3 separate regions of the Mus musculus genome follow, and regions 2 and 3 are each linked to region 1. A link is a contact called in public HiChIP or PLAC-seq and promoter capture Hi-C data. All regions are on one chromosome and are shown on one strand. The core of a region is the stretch at or near the end of the contact, and the rest is flanking DNA. Distances in the headings are between cores, read along the strand shown.

Region 1 (3,880 bases), core at 161-2,660:
TGTGTGGCAGCCATTCGAGGCTTTGCGACTTCCAGCTTTTCACAGTCATGATCCGACTGATGACGGTGTCTCAGGCAAAAGTTCTTCTCACAGTAAGGACAGATCACTGCCACAAGCTCTACGTCAGTGCAGCCCTTGAAAGAGCATGAGTAAGATTTGTGTTCATCTGTCTTTGGTCTCTCCTTGACTACATTCACCTCAGAACAACCATGAGAGTCCTTGCTTCTGTGTTCAAGGCAAAATATTCCTGAACAACCATCACACACAAATGGAAGAAAATCTCGCTGCCGGCAGTGCTGCACCTGGCAGTGCTGCCCAATGTCCAACTCCGCCATCTTTCCACCGCCGCAAGGCCCACCTGAGTTCTTAGGCAATAGAAATCATAATCCTTTGTTTCCTTAGCTTGAGCTTGATTGGAGATTGAGTAATCTGGGTGTTCAGATGAAATGGCATGCTAGCTGATGTGCGTCCTGACAGCCTTTGGAAGAGTAGCTTGCTCTTGTCACAAAGCACACCGTATACACTGTGCTACTGTTGGCCTTGGCTATAGTCCTGGGTTCCAGGGCATTGCAAACTGTAATCTGTACTGAGATCTTCCAGAGAACAGTTGCTATATTCTGCAGAGGAAGTAAGACACAATCTATCCACACTGAAAATATCAAAGCATAGTCATCACTAATTGGATATGACACCAAACTTACCCCTCTCTTTTGAGAACAAAATACTGATTCAGGGAGTATTCTGCCTCCGAACTCCAAATGGCACACACAACAGAAGTCACAGATTCGGTTGATTCAGTTTCTTAATGAATAGATTCTTCTGTGGGGACTGTCCTGGGGAGTCCTAATTTGCAAAGTCTCTCCACGGCTCACTCTGGTGAATCCAGCATTAGTCTTCCCATGAATTTAGTTGGCTTAGATCTTGGACCATGTTGATCTCAGCTGTATCAGCATGCTGCATGTACACTCATACTATTAAGGAAATGACCCAAATAAACCCATCTTAAGCACTAGATCCAGGCTTTAGGAATTAACATCTAAAAGCAGGCAAACTACAGCTGCTTCCATCATTTTATGACTCTGGCGAGCTCACTTACATCTCCAGAAGCGTGTGTTGGGCTACCTAGAGAAAAAGGTAATTGGGACTGGGTATGTAGCTTGACAGTAGCATGCATGGTTACCACATATGAGTTTCTGTGTTTGAGTCCCAGTAGGGGCAGGCAGTGAGGATAGAGACACAAAGAGTCACAGAGAGACAGAAGGAGGCTAGGAGTCCGGCAGCAAGATAGGAATGAAAAAAAGAAAAGAAGAAGAAAAGAAAAGAAATTTAAGCTCTTTCCTACTAAATGAAAGTTCCTCTTGAGGTTAGTGCAGCTTGTGAGTCATAATAGTCCCTACGTCAGTTTATTTTCTTCTTGCACAAACAGTACTTTGTTACTCTTGACTAATAGTAGAGTCAGAATCCTAATCTGAGAAAATAGCATTTAGGGGTATTTCTAAAATAAACAAATGAATCTCAGAACTAGAATGACTTTGGTTAACTGTAGGTATATCCTGGGCTGTAAAGAGAAAAAATACAACAGAGCTAATACACAACATTGTAAATAGTCAGCTATTTGTTTTATGGCTGTGGCTATGCATAGTCATATTATTTATCGACCATCATATCAATACTGTGTTATAATCTCTGCCAAGATGTGAATAAAAACAATGGGCATTTATTATTGCTCCTCAGTTTGCTGGCCAGCTGAGCAAGTCTTCTGGTAGCTATGGTCTGCTCAGATGCTCTGGGAACTGGAAGGCACTGTTCTCTTGATCTTGGCTGAACTGTCTCAAGTGCTCAGTGTGGCTGGCTCTAAGTCGATCTCAATGAGTTGGTTCTGCTGGGTGGGTGATTATATCTGTCTTCTTAGGTCATCCAGAGATAACTGGGGCTAAAGCTCAAAACCAACATATTTACTATGGTATCATTATTCTGGTCCTAAACAGAGCCGACTCATGAATTAAGAAAGAGATACAGCAAGAAGACATTGACTGGATATCAGAAGAGGTAGAATATTCATGCCATTTTGTTCTCAGTTTAACATAGCACTCTACTTGAATGTCCTTATAAGCGTTTGTCAAAGACTTATAAACATTTGCTAAACTTCAGACATTTGGCCACTGCAACAGCAGCATGCGACTACAATAGGAAAGCCAAATTTGTACTTAGTGGGACCTATGATACATGCCAACTATTTTTATGAATGTACAAGTTTGGCTAAAATGTACTTTCTAGTATTTGAAGCATCCCATTTGTGCTAATGGAACAATAGAATGTGGTGCAGTAACTGGAGATATGACATCTTTCCCAGCCTTCCTTTTAACAGGGTAATTTGTAAACTGCTACATATTTTTATGGACCACATTTAATTTAAGGAATAAGCACACTGTTTTCTGATAGCTTTCTGTCACTTATGTCTTGCTTTTAGAAGGAGGGCAGCTATCTGTATTTACTGAATCTGGGAGCATGAGTCCTCAGACAGGAGGCATTTTAATAGCACATTCACTTATCACAGCAGGATAGGTCTATTGACTGCTTTCCTCCCTTGGTAGCTTGAATGGTACTTTCTAGTACTATGAAAGCTAGACCAGAGACAGAAGGGTCTCAGATCAGATCTAGCTCAAGTCATTTGATTCATGTGAGACCTTCAGCATTAGGAAAGACTCTTTGGTGACAAAGGACAATGGCTATAGCTTATATTGTTTGGGGAGTCATTTGAATTACTCTGATCAACAACTAGAAAAGAAATTTTCATTCTTGGTAATGTAGTTTTATTAGATGTGTATTGTTCTAGTAGGGAGCATTGTTAGCCCAAGTAGCATAACTGCATTTAAAATACACACACACACACACACACACACACACACTCTCTCTCTCTCTCTCTCTCTCTGTACTATATATTCACATATAATTATATGTATTGAATATAATTCTAGTTAATATAAAATAATATCAAATCTCCTTGACTATTATAATGCAGAGATCAGACCCCAGATATATAAGCAAGAAGAGGAAATAGAAAGACTGTAAGAGACAGAGGGGCAGGAAGTCTGCTGTAAAACTTTTGTCTCTTAGAAATGACAGCGAGACCACACCAATGACACCTCAACATTCTTGCTGCCTACAGAAGACAGGAACAATGACAATACCAATAGCTATGCTAATGTAGAAGGGAGAAATCTTACAAGATTCCATTCTGTGTTGGCAAATTTTTTATTCCAACTTGGTATAAATATGGTATTCTGGGAAGAAGGAATCTTAAAATGCTTCTGTCACTTTGCCTGTAGACAATTTTTGGAACATTTTTTTATTGATTATTAATCTGGGAGGGCCTGGGTCACTCTGGGCAATGTCACGCCTAGGCAGGTCATGCTGGGTTGTATAAGAAAGTAGCCCAAGGAACCTATGAGGAGGAAGCCAGTAAGGAGTGTTTCTCTGGCTTGTGCTTCAGTTCCTGCCTCCAGGCTCCAATCTTGAGTTCCTTCTCTGACTTCATCATAGACTGTGATTAAGATATATAAGCTGAAAATAAATCCTTTCAGCATCAAGTTGCTTTTGGTCATGGTATTTTAACAATAGAAACTCCAACAAGGACGTAACTCTAGACAAAGAATGATAGCAATCTAATGACTGATGAGAATGGGAGAATTAATTTCCCTAAGGATTGGTCCCCAATTGGTTATCCAATAAAAATGGTCATCCTTGAAATCACCTATACATGGAGGCAGTGGTGTTGGGGACACAAAAAAGAGGGCTTGTTTTCCCCTCTCTCGCCCCCTGTACTGTGTGTGTGTGTGTCTGCTGTGCAATAATAACAGGATAATAATTAATTAATTAA
Region 2 (4,048 bases), core at 209-2,708, 290 kb after region 1:
TTTCATGGGCACCAATGAGTCAGCTACAAGTATTTCTCCTCTATTCGGTTTAAACCCAGATAAAAGTCATCCTTCTTTGAACTCTGCCAGCCTTGTATCATGATTTTTCTCATCACATTTTAAGTGGGGTGGCTGTGATGATAGCATCCTTTCAAAGGCTAGACCTTTGTAAAGTTACCCTTTAGGTCCAGCCCTTGTAAGGGAAGCTACTGACCCTGCCTTCCAACATTACCTTCATCAGATGGGTGTAGTGCCCTTGGCTTCGAAGGAAAGCTGACTAATAAGAAGAGCCTCTATAGCTACCACACAGGACTCTTGGGAAGGATGCAGATTATAGTAGATAAAACGTGACTTCACTTGGATTTAAATCTTGCTTCTTGTGGAGAGAGACTGGACATGTTGTTCAAGTTCTTTTGGCCTCAGTATATGTGATGGAGCTAATAGTGGCTTCTTGGTAGACTGCTGTAAGAATTTTATTCAATATAGGGATTGAGCCCTTGTGTACAGTTTGCTCTGCTAGAGTGTGGGGGAAATCCATGCCTTTTGGGATCCATACAGAAAACAACCCATGAACTACTGAATAGAATGTCAGATAGCAAAGAATAAGAATGGGCTAAGGAAACTTAAAGAGGAGAGGAGGGGCAGTGCTGTGTGAGGTGGCCAAGGGAAGCATTATATCTGCATGAGATGAAGGAGCAGAGGTTATGCAAAGCCCGGAAGTGTAGTTATGGCAGGCCAAGAAAACAGAGCCAGAAATGACTTTTCTAGACTGGATAGTGTCTCTTCCCAACAGACGCTATATGTAGAAGGTCAAACCCAAGTGGAACTCTGTTTGGAAGCAAGGACTTTAAGAAATCAATTAAGGTTAAATAAAGTATTAAAGGCAGGCTCTGGTATGATGTCCTCATAAGTAAGATATACAGAGTATATTCTCCCTGCTCATACATATGAAAGGCAGGTGAAGACCCAGGGACAAAACAGCCACCAATAAACCATAAAGAAAATCTTTTACAGAAGCCATTCCTGAAGGCAGCTTCTAACCTCTAGATCCATGAGAAAATAAATTCCTATTGTTTGAGTCATCCCCATTTGTGACATTTTATTAATGACAGCCTAATCAATGGCTCTGCATCTGAAGTGGCACAAAACTACAAAGGAGTTAGTGACAAGAGAGGGGAATAAAGTTCACAGGAAGCAGCCAGCATACCTTCGTCTTCACTGGGAGTCAAGATTTTATTGCCAAGGGTTGGATTATTTTAAGGACGTGCTCAAAAATGAAATGTTCCTATGTATCTTCTGGAGAGTCTCTTTCTTCTGTGTGAAGAATTTATGCTGGGCTAGAAAGTATGGCCCGGGGAGCAGTTGGCTGGACTAGGGCTTGAGCCTCCTGTAGAGAACCAGGAAGACATGGGCATAAATCTGGGAGGTTGAGCTGTCATAATTCGGTGATGGATTGGATATGAAATGAGAAGCAGCGAGTCAGGATGACTCATAGGTTATTGCACTGAGAAGGCTCTTCCTGTCCTCTCTTGCATGTCATTCCTCAGATGCCACCTTTGTGTCCCAGCCTTCCCTGGCATCCCATTTTCCCCTGTCTGTAGCATTTATTGCCATCAAAGGCATTATATATTTTACTAACCTATCCCAGGTATGTCTTAATTTAGGTTGGGCAGCTTATAGAACATGGTGTTTTGTGTGTCTTTATGACTCCTTGCTTTACTGTGACAGTGTTATTACCAGCAATATTTTTTTCTAGTTCTGTTCTTATCACACCCATGTTGATAATGTTTGATACCCAAAATCGACAGGGATATGGCTATGGTGTCCCGAGATGGTAACATAATCGTGTGCTCTTGCAGTGATCAGTTATCATGTGACCAGATGGATGCTTATGCTGCTTCCTTGTTCTTTCACAGACATGGTCTTTGTGCTGAGCATGAATTCCATTTTGTATTCAACGGTTGCAATCAAGCAGGGGCTGTAATCACAATGATGTGTACAGCATGATCAAAGCTTTTATATCATAATTAAAACCACATGGTAAATCATAGCAATCCACATTAATGTTTAATCAATGATTCATTTTACTTAGATGCTTGTGGCAAAGAAAAATCAAGTTTTGGTTTAAAAGGAGAACATCTGAATTTCTTTTTACTTAATTTAGTCTTCTAGTATCTATTTTAATGACAATTTTTTACTGTATTCTTTACTTTTCCTTTTTACACATAACAATACTTCAAAGAATGATTGGCTTTTTGAAAGTTCTTTTGAAGTAAAATGATATTGGCATGAGTATAACCTAATGTTCTTATATCAGGAGTATTGTGTGGACTTTTGTCTTAGCGACTGAGAATTCTGAGCTAATGAGATTGTGGCGGTGTTTTCATTTTGTTTTGGTTTTTTTTCTCCATAAAAAGTGAAATAATTATTGGTTCACTTGGTGAGGAGGGTTTGCTATATTTTGTGAGAATGCTCTTTGGACTTTATACATAATAAAGCATTCTAGAAGAACTAGTCTATCTTCTAAGGAGTATATTTTTGCTTTTAATAAACATATATTTTGTAAGAAATTTTTCATATAAAGTGAACAAGATTAGACTTACCACTCATGAGATGAGAAATTTCATTCTCATTCATTTAGACCATTTTAACAAAATGCCATAAACAGAGCAGTTTATAAACAGAGATCCACAGTTCTGGAGGGAAAGCCACTGTTCAGTACTTACTAATACTTGAATATTTCTGTATGGATAATACTAGAAGTGAAGGACACCTCTTAGTCTGTTGGTTTTGTCTCATGCTGTGTTGGGTGTGTGTCTTGTCTTCAGTGCCTGTCATCTTGCCTACTGATCCTTGTTTGCTTTTCCACTGCTATTTTCCAGGTCTGTGGCATCTTACATCTCCCCATAGCCTTGCAGAGACAGTTCATGAATCACCAAAACTTCCATTCATCATTCACCAGGCTGCACTTGTTACCTTTCAGAACTTTCAAGTTCAATCCAATCAAGACCCATTTGAAGTTACCCTTTACTAGAAAGTAGACTATGAAGTTTCTAGATTGGCCTTTTTATTGCTCACAAGCTTTCATGATCTCCCTGCCTTCTTTTTCCAACCAGTTGTATACTTATACACTACTCACAAGCACACACAGAGCCACATGCACACAGACATAGACACAGAGCCACATGCACACATACATACATACATACATACATACATACACACACTGTGCTTTCCAGTTACATTGCACTATGTTTGGCATGCTACTCTGGTGTAGACCTGGAAGTTCTGCTCATTCTGAAACCTCCTTCTTCATCCTTTTACTGGACTGCTTTCTAAAATACTTGGTGGGAATGGATAGAGACCACACAAATGAGAACAAACAAGATATGTATTTAGGTTTTCCAGGAGAGTTGGTTAGTGTCTCTTGTATTTTGGCAGAGACTCTAATGCAGGTAGAGATTTCAGATTAAAGGGGACAGAGGTTAAGCACATGCTGAAGGGTGGTTGTTGACTTAAGGAAGCTAGAGTTACCAAGAAGTAGGGACCAGGCTTCGTTGGTTTGAGAATTATCTCTGCCTTGTTAGTCCTTCATCGAAAGGAAGAACAGAAAGTAGAGAAAGTAGACCCTGTTAACTGATGGCTGATCTGTGACTGCCTATTTGAGCTGAAGGTTACTGACCTGTGCTTTGGTTCCAGTGGGTCACTGCAGACCTTGAGGTAAGGGCTCTGTTGTCATGAATTATATGTGAACAGACACTAGCCATTTGCATGTTCAGCCTCTTATTCCAAGTCAGTAATTGTTGAGTGTGTGAATGGTTTTCTTCTCCCATGCCCTTTTGGTCAGGTTTTCACTATGTAGCCCTGGTTGGTTTGGAATTCATTATGTAAATCAAGCTGGCCTTGAACTCACAGAGATTAGCCTGTCTCTGCCTCTGAAGTTCCAGGATTAAAGGTGTGCACCACCATGCCTGTCTATAATAATAATAATCTTGTACTTAAACTTCCTTATATCTCAAAACACTATGCTTCCCTTTGTTATTTTATT
Region 3 (4,347 bases), core at 767-3,266, 460 kb after region 1:
TGAGTGGTTGAGTCTCCTCTGACGACCTATCAAGAATTTTGAGACTCATAAAATGTTGCTTGGGACAAAAGCCTTAGGGCACAAAGTAATTCGCAGACCAACTATGACAGGCCTTTGTCCTTGTTACAATTTTGATTCTGCATGTTTGTTGTTAGAATACGACACTCATTTTCCAAAAGTGTAGACCTCTATGCTCACTGAATTCTTTGCATCTTCAAGGTTCGCATCTGTGAAGCTGATGAAGGTGGTTTCCCTGGGTTATTCCTTTGCACAATCTGGTGGTCTAAGGCTGCTGGAGACAGCCTGTGGTACTTGAAGAGATCTGTCTCCTTATCAGCATACACCTCTCAAGTGGCTATGCTGAGAGATGATCCACACTTGAGAAGTTATAGTATTAGTATAGACAAGATTAAAAGGAGCAATGGTGTAAGAGAAATTGAAATACAGCTTAAAATATCACACTCTAAAGTATAAAAATGGATGTTAAAAATCAACTTTCTTGTTAGATATTTTAAATCATTTCTCATTTTGTATCCTGAACTATATGATTTTAAACTATTAGCATTATTATTAAGAGATTATATCTCCAATCTAGGTGCTCTTCTAGTTTATGTTCAAAAATAATTTAAAAATTTATGTTAGAAAGATGCAGAGTTGCCGGGCATGGTGGTGCACACCTTTAATCCCAGCACTTGGGAGGCAGAGGCAGGCAGATTTCTGAGTTCGAGGCCAGCCTGGTCTACAAAGTGAGTTCCAGGACAGCCAGAGCTATACAGAGAAACCCTATCTCGAAAAACCACAAAAAGAAGAAAGAAAGAAAGAAAGAAAGAAAGAAAGAAAGAAAGAAAGAAAGAAAGAAAGAAAGAAAGAAAGGAAGGAAGGAAGGAAGGAAGGAAGGAAGGAAGGAAGGAAGGAAGGAAGGAAGATAGGTGAAGAGTTCCCATAGACTCACCAATACTCAAGTTCCATTGTCAATTCTTTCAGTGCCTGCTTTATCAACTTAAGCCCATACACCAACACTAACTACATAAAGACCAAGGGACTTTTAATGTATGTATGTCACCAGCCATTAGTAGTAAAACATACAAGGATGCCTTGTTCCATGTACATCCTTGCTGATTGTATCTTGCAGTAATATTGTTATAGCAGACAGAATTCTGGAAATCCTTTGAGCATCATTTGGGCACCCCCTTTGGAGAGCCTCTACATGCCTCTAGCTCTCCAGTTTCAGTGATATATCACATGCCTGCTGATTCCCTTTTCATCTTCTGGTGGTTCTACAGCGCTGAAATCCCGCACTTTGTTTGAGTCTATAACTCTCCTTTTATGGGTTACAGAAGTGATGTTCTGAGGGAAGCTGCTCATCTTTCCAGGAGGCTTCACTTGGCTTCATATGCTCTTGCCTTACTGGTGGAATTGAATTGTCAGCCCTTTAGGGCAAGGTTTACTTCACCATAGCTTGCTTGAAAGTGTACCTCTTCCTGCAGCCACAGAAGAGAAAGGTTTATCAAGTGAAGGGAAAATGGATGATACAGAGTGAGTGACTTAGCTGGAAAGATTTTGCTTATTTTTATTCTGTTTTTTTAATTCATTTTTTTCTTTGCAAGGGTTTATAAAAATCCCCAGAAGAAGGCAAGAGTAACCAGCTCAGGAATCGGGCCTTGGTGGCCTGGCGTTTGCTAGATAAATAGAAATGCAACCCTGGTCCTGCTCAGAAGCTGGCAACAAATTTGCTAAGTGATTGATTTGATGCTAATTTTCTGCATGGACTGAAAAGTCCTACAGGGCCTGTCCTGTGGGAGGGAAATAAATGCAGCCAAGTTGACTAAGCCCTATTTTCAGTTTTATTTTGAGTTCTGCGAGTTTGGAAACTTCCCTTTCCCAGAAAAAAAAAAAAGCAAAAACAAAAAAAAAAAAAACTATATCTCCAAGGGATTGTTACTTATAGGGTTCCAAAAGACTGTAGCTTGCTCAGAAAGTATAGCAAGCTTCCCATGTCCAAATCCCAGAACATACTAAGTGAGGGACTTAAACTGTCATATGCAAAGCTCATGCTAACACCCTGTCTTTTATATCTGTACTCAGTGCGGAAGAAAGGTCACAGCAAGAGACTTAGTCATGTTTCTGCCCCAGGAACTTTTCTGTGATAGTTGCAAATCCTGGAGACAACCAGCTTATAATGACAATGGGCTCAGCTCTGCTCATATTTTAGGGTTCCAGTCTATGACTGCTCTTGGCGATCTAGTGGGTGAACAGCACATCTCACAAAAACAAGCACATAGCAAACCCATTCATTCCATGGCCTGGAAAAGCTAAAGGAGAGGAAGAGGAGAGGTATAGGGTTCAATATCACTTTTGCAGGGATGCTCGCAGTTATCAGAAGACTCCAATAAGACTCAATTCTACTCCCTAACTTCGGACCATTTACCAATAATACCAACACATATGCTTCTAGTAGCAATTTAATTGTTTAAACTGTAGCAGAAATGAGCATTTTTATTCCATAAGATTGTCTTTTGTTTGTTTGATTGTTTGTTTGTTTTAACATGTCCATTTATGGGATGAAAAAGATAAGATTCTTCAATTTCAATGTATAACTCATTAGATGATGGGAGGGAATAGAAGAATAATTCTGATGCATAAAAGTGTGTTGTAGGATGGCCGTATGATGGAACGAGTACTTCACTGAAAACCACATGTCTTGAACTGGAAAGTTTTCCTCCATAGCTCTGATCTCTCCAGTCACTGTAAAATGGAAGACTTCTATTCATATAAGTTTCTTCTGGAAAAGGCAGTTCTACTTCTAGTTCATTTAAAGTTTTTCTACCATGTTAGAATTTTTCCTTATATTCTACTCTTTTTGACATTTCTTATTCAGGACCCCAAGTTGCGTGAACTTCTGGATGTTGGGAACATCGGACACTTGGAACAGCGCATGATAACTGTGGTGTATGGACCAGACCTGGTGAACATTTCCCACTTGAATCTTGTGGCTTTTCAAGAGGAAGTAGCCAAGGTATGTTAGATGGGGACCCTGAAAGTTGTCATCTTCACCTGATTTTTGGTGATAATGTTTAATACATGTGGAAGATTTTTGATTCGTTTAATATGTAGTTTGGGTTAAGCTGCCATCTGAAAATAATTTAATTGTTAAGTATATATGTATTTAAAACATCTTTTAATAATAGCATCTATGTTCAGCAACAGAGATTGTTTTCATTGGGTATAGGGCATTAGATAAAATCCCTTTGCAAAACAAAATGTAGCACCTGGTGAGCATCCTTCCTTCTCTTGTTGGTGTTGGCACATTTTTTCCTTCCTTCCTTCCTTCCTTCCTTCCTTCCTTCCTTCCTTCCTTCCTTCCTTTCTTTCTTTCTTCCTTTCTCTCTCTCTCTCTCTCTCTCTCTCTCTCTCTCTCTCTCTCTCTCTCTCTCTCTTTCTTTCTTAAGACAGGGTTTCTCTGTGTAGCCCTGGTTGTCCTGGAACTCACTTTGTAGACCAAGCTGGCCTCAAACTCAGAAATCTGCCTGCCTCTGCCTCCCAAGTGCTGGAATTAAAGGTGTGCACGACCACCACCCCGTGGCACCATTTCTAATTCCATTTTCATTTCTAACTCTCCGAGGGTGCTCAGCATCAACACAGTCTAAGCCTATTTCCCCTGCACACCACATAGAATTACCAGCAGTCATGTAGTAGTTATTTAGTTAGAACATGAAATAAAAATACACTTTAAGTTTAAATAGCAAATAATTATTCAGCTATTGACTCGAAAGGTGACTTTAAAAATGGGGTTTCCCATCGTAATTAATTACTATGCTACTTAAAAAGCAGGCCTTCCAGATGTACACAGAATGATCCAGAGTATACAGACAATATAGCAGACAAGAAGCTGTAAATTCTTGGGCGTGATATTTCCTTTAAAGCAGTAGTTCTCACTCTCTCTAACACTGTGGCCCCTTAACACAGTTCTTCAAGCTGTGGTGAACCCCGACCATAGAATTATTTTGTTGTTACCTCATAACTATAAGTTTCCTACTCTTCTGAATTGTAATGTAAATATCTGTATGTAGGCTATCTGATATGTGACCCCCAAAGGGGGTCTAGAGGGACTACTGTTCTAGAATGAGCATTTTGAAGGGATTGAAACAAACACAGTCTAAAGAATGGCTCCCACTCCCATCCATGTTCATACTTTGTTTTACTGAACTTCCTATTTCCTTCAAGAGTTAAGAACATGAATCTAAGCATATTTAGGGGCCTATAAGTCATCTGTGTGCCCTCACAGAGCATGTATATTAAGATCACAGTTACAGAGTCACTCCTGGTGAGGGTGTGTTGTCAGGGCCT

What was found. HiChIP or PLAC-seq counts read pairs in DNA pulled down with a chosen protein or histone mark. Capture Hi-C pulls out chosen DNA fragments and counts their contacts.
Region 2: a contact with region 1 is called in a FOXA1 HiChIP or PLAC-seq map of pancreatic cancer cells. The contact joins two enhancer-like sites. A contact is called at or near these places in 1 of 15 datasets of contacts at CTCF or cohesin (the NIH/3T3 cell line) and 2 of 115 datasets of contacts at active chromatin or transcription factors (acute myeloid leukemia and pancreatic cancer cells).
Region 3: a promoter capture Hi-C map of adipose tissue shows a contact between it and region 1, with 4 times the contacts expected there. The contact joins two enhancer-like sites. A contact is called at or near these places in 4 of 39 promoter capture datasets (cranial neural crest, liver, maxillary cranial neural crest and 1 more), 1 of 15 datasets of contacts at CTCF or cohesin (the NIH/3T3 cell line), 1 of 484 Hi-C or Micro-C datasets (liver) and 1 of 9 other capture datasets (adipose tissue).

The regions. Positions count from the first base shown.
Region 1 is chr2:134,763,296-134,767,175 of GRCm38.p6, forward strand. It overlaps the pseudogene Gm14038. Among named protein-coding and RNA genes, the nearest start is that of Plcb1, 21 kb to the right of the region's middle. Within about 2 kb of position 1,411, at least 21 of the 459 cell types and tissues checked have an H3K27ac peak or open chromatin away from gene starts, as enhancers often do. A contact at or near this core is called in adipose tissue and pancreatic cancer cells, where this site is marked.
Region 2 is chr2:135,052,108-135,056,155 of GRCm38.p6, forward strand. All of the region lies in intron 3 of Plcb1 (phospholipase C, beta 1), which reads left to right. Among named protein-coding and RNA genes, the nearest start is that of Gm39941, 140 kb to the left of the region's middle. Within about 2 kb of position 1,459, at least 17 of the 459 cell types and tissues checked have an H3K27ac peak or open chromatin away from gene starts, as enhancers often do. A contact at or near this core is called in pancreatic cancer cells, where this site is marked.
Region 3 is chr2:135,217,840-135,222,186 of GRCm38.p6, forward strand. Plcb1 (phospholipase C, beta 1) reads left to right here. Exons shown (of 32, transcript NM_001145830.1): 4 at 2,879-3,016. Among named protein-coding and RNA genes, the nearest start is that of 4930545L23Rik, 4.4 kb to the left of the region's middle. Within about 2 kb of position 2,017, at least 8 of the 459 cell types and tissues checked have an H3K27ac peak or open chromatin away from gene starts, as enhancers often do. A contact at or near this core is called in adipose tissue, where this site is marked.